Linked DNA regions of Muntiacus reevesi: region 2 is linked to region 1. Evidence: chromatin contacts called from public Hi-C data. All regions are on one chromosome and are shown on one strand. Each heading gives the region's core, a stretch centred on a gene start, on an enhancer-like site or on the middle of the called end of the contact. The rest is flanking DNA. Distances are from core to core; before and after follow the strand shown.

The links. A called contact is a pair of places that touch in the nucleus more often than the background predicts.
Region 2: a Hi-C map of blood shows a contact between it and region 1, with 4 times the contacts expected there. The contact joins the promoter of BRAF here to the promoter of NDUFB2 in region 1. A contact is called at or near these places in 2 of 3 Hi-C or Micro-C datasets (blood and muscle).

What each region holds. Positions count from the first base shown.
Region 1 is chr6:98,579,901-98,584,610 of mMunRee1.1, reverse strand. It overlaps NDUFB2 (NADH:ubiquinone oxidoreductase subunit B2), which reads right to left and starts at 3,426. Exons shown (of 3, transcript XM_065939224.1): 1 at 3,266-3,426. The coding sequence starts at 3,372.
Region 2 is chr6:98,748,481-98,753,309 of mMunRee1.1, reverse strand. It overlaps BRAF (B-Raf proto-oncogene, serine/threonine kinase), which reads left to right and starts at 3,150. Exons shown (of 18, transcript XM_065939222.1): 1 at 3,150-3,376. The coding sequence starts at 3,245.

The DNA of each region.
Region 1 (4,710 bases), core at 2,177-4,676:
GAGACTTAAACAGTCAGTTTGAACAGGTTTTTCTGGTTTTTGTTTTTTCATTTAGATACTGTTGACAAGGTGTGGGATACCATCCATAGGACTCTACTCATTTTATTTTGTTGGATTATTATTATAGCTTGAATCTAACATAAATAATGTAAGTTGTATTTAATGGGGCTACTTTCAGGTCCTTTTCAGCAGCTATACATATACTATTAAATAGAAATGGATATTGAATTTCAAAGAAAGTTTCTATATAAAACGTGTTCACAAATTTCATTCCAGGTAAGAATCAGCTTATAAAGCAATGTTCCCTTTTGTTTGACACAGAAATGAGTATCTGTACAAAAACTTCAGTAAAATTACTTCAAAAAAGCACTACAGTTGTGTGAACATTAATACTTCCATAGTTCTTGATACATATTACCTAGTACCCTTTTTATTCTCCTCTACTCTAAAAGATTACTAATATTATTTACAGAGTGTCTTATCACCTGTCAGACACTACACCAAGTACTTTATATATTATAATTTAATTTTCAAAACAACCTGATGAAATAGATCTATGGTTATCAATGTTTACAAATGAGGTCACTGGAGTATTACTGTTTGGTGGCAAAGCGCAAGCTCTTAAATACTGCCCACAAACAACATTAATTCCATATCTATGTATATATCTATCAACATTTTTATTTGAAAGATTCTATATAAAATATTAATAGTAATTAGCTATGGATGGTATAAGAAATGGGTTTTATTCTTTCTGCATGCATGTGTGTATTCATGTAAGTATGTATCCTTTTTTACAGTGACCATATATTACTTTTTTTTTTTTCAAACATTTATTAAAGCCAACTTCTAAACTTTAGTCAGGTTTTAGGTACTCTTTTACTAATGTATAGTACTAATTTTTTGCTGAGAATATGATATTACATTTGTATGGAACTTTACAGATTACAAAGCGCTTCCATGTGCATTTATTGTTCAAGCCACCAATAACCCTCTGCACGACATGTTACTTTTAAAAGCTTCTGTCATGCATCACTACTTTACACCCTGAATTTATCACACTGTTTCTGTATGTCAATTTTATTTAAAAGTACCTGTGCAGGAGCTATCTGTGCATACAGATACTACATTATGTAAACAAACCATGGGGGTGGGAATTCAATATGTTAACAACAGGCTTCCTCTTTGATAGGTTTTAGATACAATCTAGTAGTAAGTGTCCATCAGTTAAACTCATTTAAAATAAGTTTTGAAAATTATAGTTTAAACCCCTTCCCAGGAACTCTCCATATTTCATTATTGTGAGTCACATCTTGTTTTAACTATGAAATAAGTGGGTCATTGACTGCAAGGTATAAATCTTTTTGAACGAAGATTTGAAACACTGCAATTAGAGAAAGGATGGATAACATAATGATTGCCATGATTAAAAAATATAAAGAGTCCACAAACATCTAATTTTATGCTCCGAGAGGTTGTTAACTGCACTAAGGCAAACTAGATAGGCCTGAACATCCTCCAAATAGAAACTACGACAGCAGATTAATTTTTTTTTAAACTTTTAATAAATCATTAAAATCGTGGTATGGAAGTACCAAGACCACAGCAGAGAGGAACACCCCCTCGTCTTCCCATGCAGGCTCAAAGGCTGTTGGTGGCTCTCAATCTCTGTTCTTCTCAGGTCACACATGCCTTTTCCTTTTCTCCATCCTACGTCTGTCCCAGTTCCATATTCATAACAGACATGTGGCTTTAAGCAAGTCACTCTTTTCATTTAGCTGGGTCTCAGTTCCCTAATAACAACAGCTATTTATACAATATTTGTCTGGTCTTTACAGGGCACCAGCAACTCTGGTAAAAACACTTCGGAGATTTGTTATTCATTTACTTCCCTGGAAGTCAACATTATTATCCCAATTAAACTGGTGAGAAAACTAAGTTCTTAAGAGATCATGAAACTTTTCCAAGATGATACAGCAAGAGTGTGGCAGAGGTGAGATCTGAACAGTCTGAGGGCAGAATCCTGCTTTTAAACCACTATCTGCAGTGCCTCTTGATAAAGTGTGGACCGTGGTCGGAGAGGCCTGGAACATAACCTGAAAAAATCGAGGGTACTGTTTTCAGTCCTGCTCTTACTGGATCTCTCTGCACTTCCAGCTTGCTTTTGGTAGACCTGCCCTCCCTTGGCATCAGCACTGGACTCTCCAGTGGGTTTCTCCCACTACATCATGGGTGACTCTGCTTTTGCTCACTCTCTTAAATTCTGGTATTGCAAAGGTAAACTCTAAAGGATACTATGGGCTTTGGGTGACAATAATCTGTCAACGTACCCTCAGGTGGGGGATGCTGATAATGGAGCAAGCTATGCATGTGTGGCTTGGGGGGTTTATGGCAAATCTCTGTACCTTCCTCTCAATTTTTTTTCTGGAAACAGAAAACTGTTCTACGAAATATTTTTAAAAAGAAAACTTCCGACATTGCCCAAGCATCCACTTTTGGCTCTCTTCCCACCCTTCCCCACTCCATTCTCTTGCCTTGGAGCACTAATTCTCCACTCTGCAACCACAGTAATTTTTTAGAATTAAAATGTGGCCCCGTGGCATCTGATTAAAACGACCGATCAGCGCCTCTGTTGGAAATCAGGCAGGCCTGTGTGTCTTAGTCGGTCAGTCGTGTCCGACTCTTTGTGACCCCCACGGACCGTAGCCCGCCAGGCTCCTCTGTCCAGAGGATTCTCCAGGCAAGATATACTAGAGTGGGTTGCCATTCCCTTCTCCGGGGGAATCTTCTTGATTCAGGGATCGAACTCGGGTCTCCCTCATTGCGGGCAGATCCTTTACTGTCTGAGCCACCAGGGAAACTAGGGCACAACCACGCATAAGGAGCCTCTACCATTCTTTCCCTGCGACCCGAGGTCTCCGGCCTCACCTTGCCTCGAGCTTGAAGCTTCAAACTACCCTGTACAGGTGATTTCCTCAGCTCCTGTCCTTGCTTCCAGATTAACTCCAACTGTCTCCAACTGTTCAACTGGTCAGCTTCCGGGGGCAGCCTCCCTCTGGGGCCGGGACCGTCAGATACACACCTCTATCGGCTCCCCCGGCCCCGGCATCGCGCCGTCAGACTACAAGTCCCAGCATGCCTCAGGGGTGGAGGCCGCCGCAGACCCAGCATAAGCCCCTGAGGCTCGGCGTCAAGGTGAGGGCGTCCCGAAGGCTAGTGCCTTCCTCTAGAAGCGGGCGAAGCCCCAACCCCAGGCAATACTCACCGACGGACGCCACCGGCTCCAGCCGCCCGCGCGCAGCGGCCTCTGAAGAGGTGGCCTCCAACGTGAGCGAAAGGCGACAGTCGCTTCAGAGCCGACATGCCAGCCATCGTAGATCGGCCGTTGCCCAGGCCGCACCGCCGCCGCACGTCACTTCCGCTGGCACCCGGCCGGTGACGTCACAGCGCCGGCCCGCCCCTCTCCCTATGACATAGGGAGGGGCGGGGAAGCGGTAGTTACCGCCCCGAAGGAGCGTTCCAGTCCCTTCCCTGAGGTGAGAGCGTCCGGGGCCGCCTCCTGAGCGCGCGGTTCGCTCTGAGCCACCAGACTGGGCTTCGCTTTGTGGGCCTGGTGGCGCCCTGACGAAAGGTCAGGGGTGTAGACGGCCCTGGCGGAGCCCACGGATGGGCGCTCCGCTCCTCGAGCCCCTGGTTGTTACGCGGACATTGAGAAACAACGCTGACACTGAGGAACAACGCTGACACAGCTCGCTCTTTGCTACGGGTGCTGATCTAGGCGCTGTTACCCCACCCGGACCCGGCCCTCTGCCTGCTCCCCCGAATTAAGTACCCTTCCAGACCCTCCTAGGCTGCCAAATCCATTCTGAACATGTCTGTCCTTTCCAAAGCTAGTCCATTGTATTCCTCCCCTGCAAAGGCTCCACGGTTTCTTTAAAGCTTTCATCGTTATACGGTTGTTGTGCAAACCTGAGCTTGATAACCAACCCGCAGCGCGTGGTTCTCAAATGTCAGCACCTAGACGGTAGGTATCGGAATCCCCTGAGGAGTCCGACCCCAGCTATTATGTCTGGAGTAGGGCCAAGGAATCTGAATTTTAGCAGGCCCCCAACATATGCGGTGCTCCCCATCCCTGGATCCTGAGCCAGCCCTGGATTCTTGGCGTTTGTCTCTTAATATTAAGTCCTGGATGAACTCCAAACTTCCCAAACTTTGGGTAGCTGAAGAACCCCTTTCTCCAGTCTTGAGAACCCCGGCTCCCAAATTCCTAGTGTCCCCACTTATGGGTTACAGTTTTCCTAAGAATTCTCAATTTTTATAAACTTAACCTGCCAGCCTCACACCTTGGAGATTTCGACTTGAAATGGATCACCTGCCAAGCACTGAAGACTTCACACTGAGTGATAAGCATGAAAAATTGGAAATTTATGGAGAGACACATAGAACTGAATTTAGGGATTTGAGTGTATTGAATATAACTGACACTCCTCCTGTGGCAAGATATGGGCCTCCATGTGCCCAGTAGCTAGGAACCTCTCTCCCGGGAGAAAGGCTTCCTCTGGGAGACAGTGAAGGACAGGGAAGCCTGTAGTGCTGCAGTCCAAGGGATCGCAAAGAGTTGGACACGACTTAGCAAACAAACGACATACCTTTCTGCAGAACTTACTGATTGACCCTCTGGCCCTGTAGAACTCATGCCCCTCCCCACAT
Region 2 (4,829 bases), core at 1,901-4,400, 170 kb before region 1:
ATTAAAATGTCTGCAAGACTATAGAAGGCAAGATAATACTGCTTTGATGCCCATATGGCATGCTATAACACAAAAGGGAGGTGCTATTTCTGTTTCTGCTCAACACAAACTGGCTTGGCTCATTACAGTCTCCGAGAACACAGTGTCACTGTTTTGTGTAGAGGGTTTCAGCCCATCACCACTGCCTATGTCAGCACTGAGATTTAGGGGGAAATGTCCAAGACGAGAGAGGCTGTGTCAAAAGGCCAAGGACCTGCATTTATTTTTGCAAACAGTGGAGGCCTCCAAATCTAAAGAAAGAAGGTAAAGTCTTCAAAAAAAAAAAAAAAAAAGGTAAAGGCTTCTTCATGACCATACTGAGATATGTCTCGGTAATTCTCTGTAATTAAAGGGGGAGAGTGTTAAGTGTAGAATCCCCTCTGGAGAAGGTGAGGGTAGGTAGCCATTTCTACAGAGTAGCTAGTTAGCTAGTTCATTATTCTAAACATGACCTGTCTGAAATGAAATACATCTGTAAATTCTTTGGCGTGTCTTTCGTTGAATTTGGGAAGGATTTCGTGACTTACCCGTACCCAATAAAATGTAGCAGAAGTGATGCTGTGTGACTTTGGAAGCTAGGTCATAAAACGCAATACAGCTTCCACCTTGCTTACAGGAACCGAGGGTATAGAGCCTTCAGCCACCTTGTTAGAAGTCTCACTACCCTGAGGCAGCCATGCTAGGAGGAAGCTCAGGCCACCTGAAGAGAGGAATTCTGGCTGACTGCCCTAGTTATGGTCCCAGCTTCAACCATCAGAGATAGGAGGAAATCAGCTTCCTGATGATTCCAGTTCCTCACCACTGAGACACCTCCAGGCAGTCAATCTTCCCAGTCGAGGTCACAAACATCATGGGGCAGAAATAAGCCACGTCTGCTATGCCTTGCCTGAATTCTGACCGAGAGGGTGACTATATTTTATAAAGGGCAAACCTATTAGGTTTGATCCTCACAATGATACAGATAGACAGGACTGGCATTATCATTACCCTCATTGTAGAGACTAAAAGAACAGCAAATAGGGATTTGCGTTTATTAGCCTTGAGATTATATAGCCAAGATGTGGCAAGCTGACACTAAAATACTAATCTTTGGATTCCAAAGTTTATGCTTTCCCCTATATTTTCCCATCTGGATTATGTGGGTCTTTAGAACGGCTTAGGGAAATCAAAGAAGATATATCCAGAATTTGATGATGAAGTCAGAAAATACTAAATAAACGAAAGCTAACAAGAATAAATATTAAATGGACGAGATACCCCATTCTGTGGAGAAAAAATAGGAGATGATCTACAGTGTGGCAGATAAAGAAGGTTATACTTTAAAAAGCAACCAATGGAAAAAAATCCTGGAGTTTTAATGCTATGGAGAAGTGAGATAATGATGTAATATTTCTAGGGGTTGATTTTTTAAAAAATGAAATAGGACAGGACTATTAGAGAATAAAAACTCTGCCAATTGTATTTCTGATGGTATCGACGGGGAAAGGTGCTATGATTGGCTGCTGGTTCCATGTTCCTCTGCTTAGAATTCCTTATAGTAAAGTAGGGCATTTTAGACTTGTATAGCTCAATGACATTATCCTTTAACCATCATCCTCTACCATCATCCTCATTTACACTACTTTGTCGAGCCATCTTTTGATTTAAATTTAGTGTCTCAAAGAGACTTCTCTACTTAGAAGAAAAGTACAGAGAATACTATGCTCATTCAATAGGTGGTATTCTAATTTTTTCCTATTGTACCCTATTTTTCAATGTAGGGGAATATTAGCATTCTGATTAAACAAGAAGCCTCACACAGAAGTCCTTACCTTGGGAGTAATGATCAGCTCTGGGCTCATATTGACTCTATCGATACACACAGACATCCTGCATCAGATGTCAATAGGACAGTCTTCTATCTCTTGAACCATGGTGAATACAAGAAGGTCACTGGTGACTTCCCCCATGGGTAGTCACTTAGAGCATACCATGACTTGATGCTTAGGTTATTTTGTGATTACCTGTACCCCATCAGGAGTTCACAGTAATTCTCACTGCTTCTCACTCTGATTTTTCCCTTTCTTTTTTCCCCTGGCATATTTCCCCTTCTTCTCACATAAATGTATTTTTTAATAATAAGCCAGATTTAACGAATTCCAATCTATAATTAGACCTCTCAAAGGTAATTTACCTCTCCTCTCGTTTTCACGCATATTTTGCATAGAGAATGCCTTGGGTTATTCTGTTTATGAACTGTACAAAAGTATTTAAAATATTTTGAATGATTTTCTTGAAAATTAAATGATTCAAGTTTGGAAGCTTCAGATATCCAGAATGCTCCATGCCTTGTGCAGGCCCTAGTGCATGGAAAGTGATCCACTTCCATTTGTTAAATGAACGAATCTGGAAAACGAAAAACAGACTAAAACATTTCATTCCTGAACGATGGTAAGAAAAAAAAAAAAAAGCTTTTACACTTCCATTTAGACCCGCTTTGACAGGCCAAATCCTTTAATGAAAAGGATCCAAGCATCATTCTGGTAACCTGGCTTTTCCTAAATATATTCCTATCAAATTCTGCTTGGCTGTAGCAACCTCGGGGTTTCGAGTCTTATTTTTATGGCTCGGAGACGTTTGTTGTAATGATAATAGAAATAACACAGTAGTATGGGCTTTCCGCCTTCCTCCCTCTAGGATTTCAACTTCTTCTCCAATCTCCTCTTCGAGTAAATCCGACAACACAGAATAGGTTTAGGACTAAGGAGAAGAGAATTAATCGGAGCCATGGAAACGGCCGAGCGGAGGAAACGTGGGAGAGGAGGGTGGGCAGGAGGGGTAGGCACCCTCCCCTGACGACGGCGCAAGGGCGCTCCGAGGATCACGTCACGCACCTCAGGTGACGTCACGACCGTGACACGCGGGTGACGCCGTTGCCGCGGCGACTTCCAGTCGTCTCCGCCCCCTGCCCCCGCCCCCCCCCGCCCCCCCCCCCCCCCCCTGCTTAGCGTCCTTCCCCCAATCCCCTCAGGCTCAGCTGCGCCGGGGGCCGCAGGCCGGTTCCCGAGGTGGCCCAGGCGCCCTCCCATCGCCGACACCGCCCGGGCCGCCCGGGCCGTCCCTCCCTGCCGCCCCCCGTCCTCCGCCTCCGCCTCCCCCCGCCCTCCGCCTCCCTTCCCCCTCCCCGCCCAGCAGCGGTCGCTTGGGCCCGGCTCTCGGTTATAAGATGGCGGCGCTGAGCGGCGGCGGCGGCGGCGGCGGCGGCGCGGAGCAGGGCCAGGCTCTGTTCAACGGGGACATGGAGCCCGAGGCCGGCGCCGCGGCCTCTTCGACTGCGGACCCCGCCATTCCTGAGGAGGTGAGTGCCGGCGCACCCTGCACCCCTCGGTCTCGGGGCTCGGCTGACTTATGTTTATTTTGGGGGAAAGAGGTGGCGGTGGGGGCTCCGGTTGCCCTCAGCCACCTTCTCCTCGGGGCTCTGCGGGCTGAGAGACTGGCTTTCCCCACCTGTCCCTCCCCGCCAGGCGGGAGCTCGCTACGTAAACACACACAATGGCCCAGGGGGGGGTTTCCCTGGTCCGCGCTCTGGGCTTGTGGGATTCGGGCAGCCGTGGTGGAGCAGGAGGCTATCTATAGGGGGCGAGACTCGGGGTTGGTCCGAGAAGGTCACGGCTGGCTGAAGGTAGCCAGCCTCGCATCTCCTGGATGTTTTCTTTATTTTTGGTGGTGGTGGTGGTGGGAGAGCTGGGGCCGGCATCCTGGTGAAATACGTGGGTTAGTAGCCGGGGCCGGGACCCCAGCCCGAGTTAACGTTGTGTGTAATTATTACATGTTCACGGTGAAGATTGGGCGCATCATTCTGTAACTCTCCCCGACTCTGCCCCTTTTCAGGCCGCTGCGCTCCCTCCGCTTCTCTACTTGTTAGGGCGGAGGGGAGGATTTCTCGTCACCTGTTTTAACCAGCTAATGGTTTTGATCTAGCCTCTACTTTTTCAATCCTAAGTGCCAGTGTTTCCGTTCTTTCTTCCATCCCGACCTCGGACCCCCGGTTCCTCATGTTTGTCAGTGTCGCCAGCTGGTAATCCCCATCCCAATTCCACCTGCCTCCTTTGCCAGTGGTCGGACCTGCCTGCTGCTAACCTCAGTTTCTACTTAAGACGATTTTTTGCACCCCTCTCGTCTTAGTCTTGTTGAGGCCCTATACTTCATTCCCCTGCTCCGTAACATGTTACGGTCACAAATCCTTCTGGACACTTGGGAACTACTTACTTTCTGAATCCTGATGCTGTCAAGATTCCGTCAGATTTCACTTGCTTTCCTGGCACCTTTTAGTCCGTCATCCATTGTGCATCCATACCTCTTTGTTTATTCCTACCTGTGGTTTTTAAATAGGTGTGATTGATTTCTTCCTGTCCCATTTTTTTCTTTTACTTTTTCTTCTTTAGTCCTTCCATCTCAGCCACTGTTTATTTTAGTCTCTTATTACCTTGTCAGATTACTTTCTTTACATTTTGGTTTTTATTATGTAAAATGTTTTGTATTACATAAAATAATACACTTTATTATGCTTTCCAAATAATGAGATAATGTATGGTATGATAGCTGTGCTTTATAATTATTGATTAGATAATATGATTTAACGCCATTGACTTTGCTCAAAGTTCTTTCCTTCGTACTACAGCACTTACATTTTATTTCTCAATTCTCATAATGTCTCATTCTGTCTTCTGTCTATGCAGTTCTCTTTTTCCTGCTTCATCATCTTTACTTTGAGATTCATCCCATGTGCTCGCTCTATTCAGTATCAGTTT